2 separate regions of the Mus musculus genome follow, and region 1 is linked to region 2. Evidence: chromatin contacts called from public HiChIP or PLAC-seq data. All regions are on one chromosome and are shown on one strand. Each heading gives the region's core, a stretch centred on a gene start, on an enhancer-like site or on the middle of the called end of the contact. The rest is flanking DNA. Distances are from core to core; before and after follow the strand shown. Region 1 overlaps Irak3 (interleukin-1 receptor-associated kinase 3). Region 2 overlaps Grip1 (glutamate receptor interacting protein 1).

The links. HiChIP or PLAC-seq counts read pairs in DNA pulled down with a chosen protein or histone mark.
Region 1: an H3K27ac HiChIP or PLAC-seq map of embryonic stem cells shows a contact between it and region 2, with 2.1 times the contacts expected there. The contact joins two enhancer-like sites. A contact is called at or near these places in 4 of 115 datasets of contacts at active chromatin or transcription factors (embryonic basal ganglia, embryonic stem cells and stem cell-derived neural progenitor cells).

Annotation. Positions count from the first base shown.
Region 1 is chr10:120,163,269-120,167,534 of GRCm38.p6, forward strand. Irak3 (interleukin-1 receptor-associated kinase 3) reads right to left here. Exons shown (of 12, transcript NM_028679.4): 7 at 3,137-3,251; 8 at 1,825-1,943. Among named protein-coding and RNA genes, the nearest start is that of Gm34545, 9.1 kb to the right of the region's middle. Within about 2 kb of position 2,748, at least 13 of the 459 cell types and tissues checked have an H3K27ac peak or open chromatin away from gene starts, as enhancers often do. A contact at or near this core is called in embryonic stem cells, where this site is marked.
Region 2 is chr10:119,827,921-119,831,981 of GRCm38.p6, forward strand. The region is part of intron 1 of Grip1 (glutamate receptor interacting protein 1); the gene reads left to right. All of the region lies in intron 4 of Grip1os1 (glutamate receptor interacting protein 1, opposite strand 1), which reads right to left. Among named protein-coding and RNA genes, the nearest start is that of Gm51815, 10 kb to the left of the region's middle. Within about 2 kb of position 2,686, at least 13 of the 459 cell types and tissues checked have an H3K27ac peak or open chromatin away from gene starts, as enhancers often do. A contact at or near this core is called in embryonic stem cells, where this site is marked.

The DNA of each region.
Region 1 (4,266 bases), core at 1,498-3,997, 340 kb after region 2:
CTCGAACTCAGAAATCTGCCTGCCTCTGCTTCCCAAGTGCTGGGATCAAAGGCGTGTGCCACCACGCCGGGCGATGGTTCCTATTATTTTTATCTGTACTAGAAGTGGAGCACACAGCCCCACATATGCTAGGAAAGTACTTCATGCCTAAGCTGTATCTCTAGCCTTCTTTTTACTTCATCCTGACCGAGCCTCATTAAATTGTCCCGACTGTCTCACGGGATGGACGAGGCGCTGGATAGATGCTTCCTAGTCTCCTTCCCTAGTGTTACCTGGAAGAAGCCTTAGGAAGTGGGTGCGCCTCCATCTGTTGCGCTCCCTGGCCTGATGCTTCCTCTGCCTCAGTTTATGGATGCCCTTGTTTCTCTCCCCTATTGAGAAATACTCTTCTGTCTGTTCTGCAAACGCTGCTTTCAAGAAAGGGAACTAAGTGATGAACTGAGCCACACAAAGGGAACCAAATATTAATGCGTCACCATGTGAGATTTAAAATAAACCAGTGCTCACTTTAAGCCAGAGGAAGAAGGCGCAGGCAAGACTCCAACACTGCTCTCCTTCAGTAAATAGAGCAAATATTTGTATAGTTACTGTACTCATTAGTGATTATAATCTGGGGGGAAGAGACATGATTTTAGGTGTGGGGGGTGCATTCTCAGCCACATGGAATGGACCCCACTGGTGAGCCCCCTGACCCCTGGGACCATCACTGTCCACTCTATCCAGGTCCTGTGAGGAGCCCTTTGATTCTGCTCAGACTCTGGGAAACCTCTGACAACTGCAGAAGTTCCACACTACAGCAGGAACAGGCATCTCTGGGCCGTTTTCCTAGCTGCCCCAGGATTAAGGAGAAATCTACAGACCTCTTCTTTCATGTTTATTTCTCCAGAAAAAGTGAGCCATCCACTCCTTCGGCTCATGTTAAAGGTGCGCTAAAAACCTTCACGGTACTAGGAAATGGTCTGGGAGAGGCGCGGCCTGCAAACACAGCTGCCCCTGGCACAGGAAAGGTGAGACCTGGGCCTTCTGGATGAGCTCAACATAAGGACACAAGGAGGAAATCATCAGGGGATTTTACTGCAGGAGTCAACTCGGAATGTGTGTATGTGGCATTGGATCAGGGATTGCTGGATCCATGCTGGCTTCTCACAGAATGACAAGGAGAAAGGCCCAGAGGGTAGAGGAGGCAGCCTCATTGTAACAAGTAAGACTCTACTGAGTCAAGGACCAAAGATTTTGATTCACTGCTATTGTACTCTGGGAATCCCCATATACATACATTGTGTCTCTTTTTGTTAAACTTGAGCTTAAGAGGGCTGGAGAGATGGCTCAGTGGTTAAGAGCCCTGAATGCTCTTCCAGAGGTCCTGAGTTCAATTCCCAGCAACTACATGGTGGCTCACAACTATCTATAATGGGATCTGATGCCCTGGTGTGTCTGAGGAGATCGACAGTGTACTCATATACATAAAATAAATAAATAAATCTTTTTTTAAAAAAACCTCAAACTTAAGAGATAGGGCGAGGAGGTCAGTATAGGTTCCATTGCACATCTGGCTATCCAGTACAATTAATAAAATACACATAATTATTCATTAGTAGTTCATAAAGGTACTCTCAGTCTCCCCTTTGAGATGTAAATGTGATTTCTAGAAATCTGGGGAACACATTTTTGTTGAGAAAAAAAAAAAAAGTGAGACTTTCAGTACGTAGGTGAGAGGGTTTATTGCACTCCTAAGTATTCTAGGAAGAGGCCTGGCCGAAAAGAACACTCACCTGCAGGGCTGACAGGGATTTAGGTGGAACCCAGAGCTCTCAGGTCATTTACCTGGAAACGTTGCCACAGATGACGGCGCACGGCTGAGTGTTGTGCAAGTATTGGATGGCTTTGGCTATTCCTATCAATACGCTGATTCGAACGTGCCAGGAAAGCGGGGTTGTGCCATTCTAAAGAAAAACACAAGTCGGCTTAGTTGTATTTCCTTAGTGCAAATTACCTATATATTCCCTATGCAGGCATATGGTTCTGTAGCCACTGTGGGCATTTTGTCTAGGCTCCGCCCCACAGTTGCCTGGCAACAGCCAAATGTGCCTTACTATAAAAGGGGCTGCTTGCCCCCTCTCACTCTTGTTCTCTTCTCCTCTTGCTCTTGCCCCTTACCCTCTCCCCACCCCATTCCCCTTCTCATTCTCTCTCCACGTGCTCATGGCCAGCTTCTACTCCCCACCCCCCTTCTGTCTCTACTACTCCCTCAGCCCCCCCCCCCCCCATGCCCTAAATAGACTCTATTCCATACTAAGCCATCTGTGGCTGGTACTTCAGGGGGAAGGGATGTCTCAGCATGGGCCCGCAGAGGCGCCCCCTTCCCCCACATCATATCACGTCTCCACCAAACATATCCCTGGCTTCTCTTCTCTATCTTTTTATAAAACACAACAGCCACCGCTGTAGATGGCACTGCGGAAGGAGAGGCGAAGCAACATTTCAGTTTGCTACCACCTATTTTTAATTCCAAATGGGTTTTCCTCTACAGCTCAAGGGCAGTGGTTCTCAACCTGCAGGCTGCCAGTCCCATAGGGTTCACATATCAAATATAACATATATCAGATATTTACATTACAATTCATAGCAGTAGCGAAAGTACAGTTATGAAGTAACAACGAAAATAATTTTATGGTTGGGGGAACACCGCAACATGAGGAACTGTGTTAAAGGGTCAAAGCATTGGGAAGGAAGGTTGAGAACCACGGCTCTAGGGAAATACCCAACAATTTTTAACATTAGTTTAGTCAAACTGTGGCCAGTGCCCTGGGGTTACAGCTTAGCGGTAGAATCCTTGCTTAGCATGCGTAACGCACTAACCCTATGCCCATCTGAGTACCACATGCCAAGGAAGCTGAGGGTAGTGGGTATAAACTCACTGTACATATGTGTTAATATTACCCAGAACCCAGGAACCCATGTGTTCAAGCCGCCTTCTAAGGGTAAGAAATCAATCTCCTGGGAGGTCCTTCGCTTCCCTGGGAACCATTGCTGAATATACCCCGCCCACTCCCAATGCGCATGCTCAGATCTCGCCCTTCAGCTTCCTCCAGTGTCAACAGCCAAAGGACCCAAGGGACTGGTACCCACGACTTACTGTGCACTGTAATCTGTCGAAAAGCGTCCCGTTGCTCATATAGGGATAAACCAGACAAAGTTTCTCAGTCTCCGTGAAATATGCAGCCAGCTCTAGTATGTGGGGGTGACGGAACCTTGAAACAAAGTTTTAAACCATCAGATTCTCCACGTTAGACCAGATCTAACGTAACTAAGTTTGGCTGAGAGACAAGTAATTTCCTTGGGTGTTCAGACAAGCACTAGTGCCACCCTTTCTAATCAACTGTCAGCATGTAAATCAATATATATATTAAAATACAAGGCAGAAAATTTAAGGAAGCATCGGTTTCTTGAGCCTTGGGATACTGAAAATGTCATACCAAACATTCATATAAAAGCCACAATTCAATATTCACTTATTGATATGAAACTGTGTCACATCTTTATTTGTTACACAAATAATGGTTGTGCAATGGAAACCCATCTGATTAAGTGTGCAATGCAAGGAAAATCACGAAAACACAGGACTAGAGAAGACTGTCTTCATCCATCCATTGCTGGATCATTACTACATAGGGTGCTGGGCTAAGGCCCAGTTACATACAGGCAAGGGACAATTATGCCTTTACAAAGCTTGGATTACTATCTACAATCCACATAATAGCGTCTTCATCTATAAAAATATGACACTGATTTTAGATTTCAGATTTCTAGTGTACTATATATATATATATATATATATATATATATATATATATATATATATATATATACACACACACATATCTATATATATCTTAGGCTCCTGTCCTAATCAGTTATTAACCATCTAGCCCAAATAAATTCTACTCCTTAGATGTCATTGTTATATGAAGGTCAGTATAGTCCAGGCATGATAGTGGAAGGGACAAGAAGCCCCAAGACCAAGTTCTCAGAACAAAGGAAATTTATTTTTCCCAAAGGGACAGAAGGCAGGGAATAAGAGACAAAGACAGGAGATAGAGGACGAGGGAGAAGGGGAAGGAAACAGGGAGAGGGAACAGGGGTATTTGTCTGGGGGGTGGGGGTGGGAAGGACTGCCCCTGAATAGACAGAGGATAGACTGTGGCCCAAAGGTAAATGGCAGTTTATAAGGGCAAAAGGAGAAACCTCATGTTAGGCTGAGGCATT
Region 2 (4,061 bases), core at 1,436-3,935:
GTTTGCTTGTTTGTTTGTTTTGAGGGAAGAGGTTGAGTAAAGACAAATTGGAAGGTGAAAACTGAAGAGTGACATTTCCTATAACAAAATAAGCCAGGTGAGGGTGAAGGGCAGCACAGGGTGCAGGCAGAGGTAGGGAAGGCCAGGAGAGTAAGTGTCTTCCCCGCACAGCCGCGGGAAGCACAGGAACACGCTAAGGATATTAACTAGCTTGACTTTATTAGTAAATAAAAGAGTCCCCAAACTTGTATTTTTATAAACCCTTAATGCAAGAGTTTCTAAATATCCCTCTGCACTGAAATTCCCCAAGAGCTTAAAAAATAATTATGTGTAGAGATTATGATTTATTTGTCTGGGGTGGTAGACTATACTGTAAAATTGTTAACCGAATTCCTTAGGTGACACTGTTGTATAGAGTTTGGGAACCCTGACCTAACTGTCCAGGGAGCTTAGTGCAGGCTAAGCCTTTAGGATAGGGCTTACTTCGGCTGGAAACTGAGGACTTAAGAGCCAGGAGGAAGAAGAACTCATACAACCAGGGGAGCTGCCTGGGATTTTGAGGAGCCCAAATTTAAATGGAGCCAAATTATAGCAGCACCATGTATGGGTGAAGTCATTAAACCTCAGAGTAGAGCAAAACTGGCTGAGTGAGGTGGAGGATGGGAGAGCAGGTCAGAGGAGGGACAACTAACACTCAAGCCCTGAGAGAAAGCTGTGTGGGAACCCACTACTGTAACCACTTCCCAACTTTATAGATATATATGCAAATAAACTCTGTGTGTGTGTGTGTGTGTGTGTGTGTGTGTGTGTGTGTGTGTGTGTGTGTGTACATACCACAATGTGTACATCCAAATGTGTGATAATGCATTACACGCTTCTTTGGATTATACCTGACAGGAATGCTGTTGATAATTAGCTTAGGTGCTAGAGGAACATTTTGCCTGTTCCAGAACCCCTTCTGACTTGTTCATCAAAAGGTTCCCTTAGACCCTTCCAACAAACATGTCAGGCTGTTGCCACTGCTCTTGATTCCCCATCAGAATTTGACAGTGAGAGCCTATTGTGCATACTTGAGTCTGTCATTGCAGATGGCGAAATCAAGCTGGTACCAACCTAGAAGCCCCTTTCCTGCTGGCTAGCTTCCACAGTGCTAGAAGGTAGTGTATATACTTCCAGAGCATACAGTGAATTATAGCTCTTAGCCTGCTATGAGCCTTATAGTCTACAAACAATGACTAACCTGATAGGATATGCCCACCGATGTAATAGTGGCACTGATGTTGCGGGACTAACCAACCAACTTGACTTAAGGCCTGCTCTACAAAATGGAACTCTTTCCTGGCACCATTAGCCTGGGCCAAGTACTCATGGCTGAACAGATAGCAGTCACTAGAGGAAAACCTACTATTTCTACTCTGCTAAATTGACATGGCACAAAACTCTTTCCAAAGCACTGATCAACATACACACATATAAGTACGATTATCAACCTTCTTCAGAAAAGCTTCTTTGTGTGATAGATGGAAGGTGGAAGCTAAGAGGCTGTGGAGGACCAGCCTTAAGTGGGGTGTGTATATAATACCCTTCCCCCTGCAAGAGGAATGAGCCAAAGTGTTCTCCGATACCTCGGGGCCTTTGTACACATAGGCTACGCAAGGCTACACAAGGCTACGACTGCATGCATAAGACCTCCCCACGGAAGGCATGTCTTGTCATCATGTGATGTTTCTGCTTTTACTATCTAGGGCAAACTGATGCCCCCTATCTCCTTACTCAGGAAGGTCTTCGAGGAGATAGTAGCTAAATGCTGGTGTACGGGTGCATGCCTGTAATCCAAGCAGTTGTCAGGCAGAGGCAGGAAGCTGAGAAGTTCAAAAAACACATTGGCAACATAGGGAGTATAATCCAGGCAGTCTTCAGGCAGAGAGGCAGGAAGCTGAGGCGTTCAAAGACCACACTGCTGGCAACATAGGGACACTGGGACATACAATGTTCTTTCTCAAAAGGGGGGTGGGGGGGAGGGTAGGTGAAAAGGGAGGAGAGAGACAGAGACAGAGAGGCAGAGGCAGAGGCTGAGAGAATGAGGACTAGCTGAAAAGCAAGGTTGCAAACTCCTCAGTTTGATTGTGTGGAGAACACTGTTGTTTTCCCATCCTTCCATTCTCCATTCTGGCGTGGTGGCGCACGCCTTTAACCCCAGCACTTGGGAGGCAGAGGCAGGCAGATTTCTGAGTTCGAGGCCAGCCTGGTCTACAAAGTGAGTTCCAGGTCAGCCAAGGCTATACAGAGAAACCCTGTCTTGAAAAACCAAAAAAAAAAAAAAACAAAAAACAAAAAAACAAAAACAAAAACAAAAACAAAAAAAAAAAAACAAAAAAACTTACCTTCTTCCAACCCTACTTGTGGAAAAAGTTCAACTGCTCCAAGATTTGCCTCCCAACTGGCTAGCATTACAGGCCTGTACTGCCCGCTGGGCTTCCTGTAAGCCTAGTTTTTGTTTCTTTATTTTGGGGGTTTTTGTTTGCTTTTTGTTTGGGTTGTTTAATAACCTTTCAGGGTGTTTTTAATCACTGGAAGAAGTAAGTCCCCAAGGATCACGTGATCGTGTGCCTCTTCTTACACCTACTCATTTCCCCTTTAACTAGCTGGGTGTTCCTTGCCCTCCTTCTTCCCTCCTCTTCTCAGAGTCTGCCCTAGCTGTCTGGAGGAAGGTTCTGGCAGGAGGCCAGGAACACCAGGAGGCTGGAGACTGAAGGACAAACTATTGTTAAATTCTGCATGACAGAATTCCCAATTGACTTCAGCCTGGGGAACATTTAGGGCCCCACAGAGTTTCTGATTGAATTGAGTGTTTTCTGTTCTACTGAGCAAGGTGACTTGTACAGATCAAAAGTCAACTTCATTTAATGCCTTCGCCTTCTAAGTGGTCTGTTGATGAATTTGGTTCATAAACTGTGAAAATTCAGTTATAAATTCCCAGGATTAAATCAGTTCCCACGAGCGATTAATTCCTGATATCCTAATGTGTATTTTATTGGTATGCTACTTATTTGTGTGATTTAAATGCCCGTCTCTGCAATTTTAAAATCTGTACAAGAGATAACAGCCAAGGGTGTACACACTGACCACAAACGTTTGCTTATGTTACCTCTCAAACAATGTGTAAGGGAAAGGCTGGTTCTAAAACTGTAAGGAAAATGGTGTTCAAAGATTTTTCAGAAGTTTTTGGAAGATAAGAAAACAGGCAAACCAAGGCCTAATTTACAACCCAGAGGGAACATGAGAAAAATGACCTGGAAAGTTGGATTTAGCAATGGAGCCACAGGCAAGATACAAAGTGAAACAAAAGAGTGCAGTTTGGGGGATGGGGGCAGGGATGAGGGCGGGGCAGAGGCTGAGGGGTGTGGTAGAGGCTGGGTGAGGTCAGAGAAGCACAGAGGCAGAGAAGGAGAGAGGCAGAGACCTGGGTCTGTTTTTGAAGGAAGGAGCAGCCTGGGAAGTTTAAAGGCCATCATTATATGACACCATCACCCACTATAATAGGACAATCTCAAAAAGTCATGAGTCATAGTGACCCCCAGAGCAAAGCTTTCTGGCACAGTCTGTGATGGGCAGGCAAATATACACCCTGTTTCTATTGCTACCTGTGGCCTGCCCTAGACCCTGCTTGCCCTTCTAGGAAGGTCTGATGAGGAAACCCAGGCACTGTAACCTGACCTCACTACTTTTCCTTCTCATGATTTAACTCTTTTGTCTTGCTGTTGTTTTTATGTGTGAGTTTATCCGTTTCCTTTTCTTGTTTGTAAGAATCAATAAAAACATCATAACATTTAATGGGATGCTATATAGAATTAAAAAGAAAGCATTACTGCTACATGCAGTTGAGGGGTGAGTCTGAAATATAATATTGTGTTAAGGAAGCTAAAGAAAATTTCATATGATTTAGTTTAGGTCCAAAGACATCAATTTGTAAGAATATTAGTCAGAATAGTTATTGACTCTATAGAGGAGATAGGAGGGAGGTTTAAGGGGTACAGACCCTCACGTATTTCATAATCTGA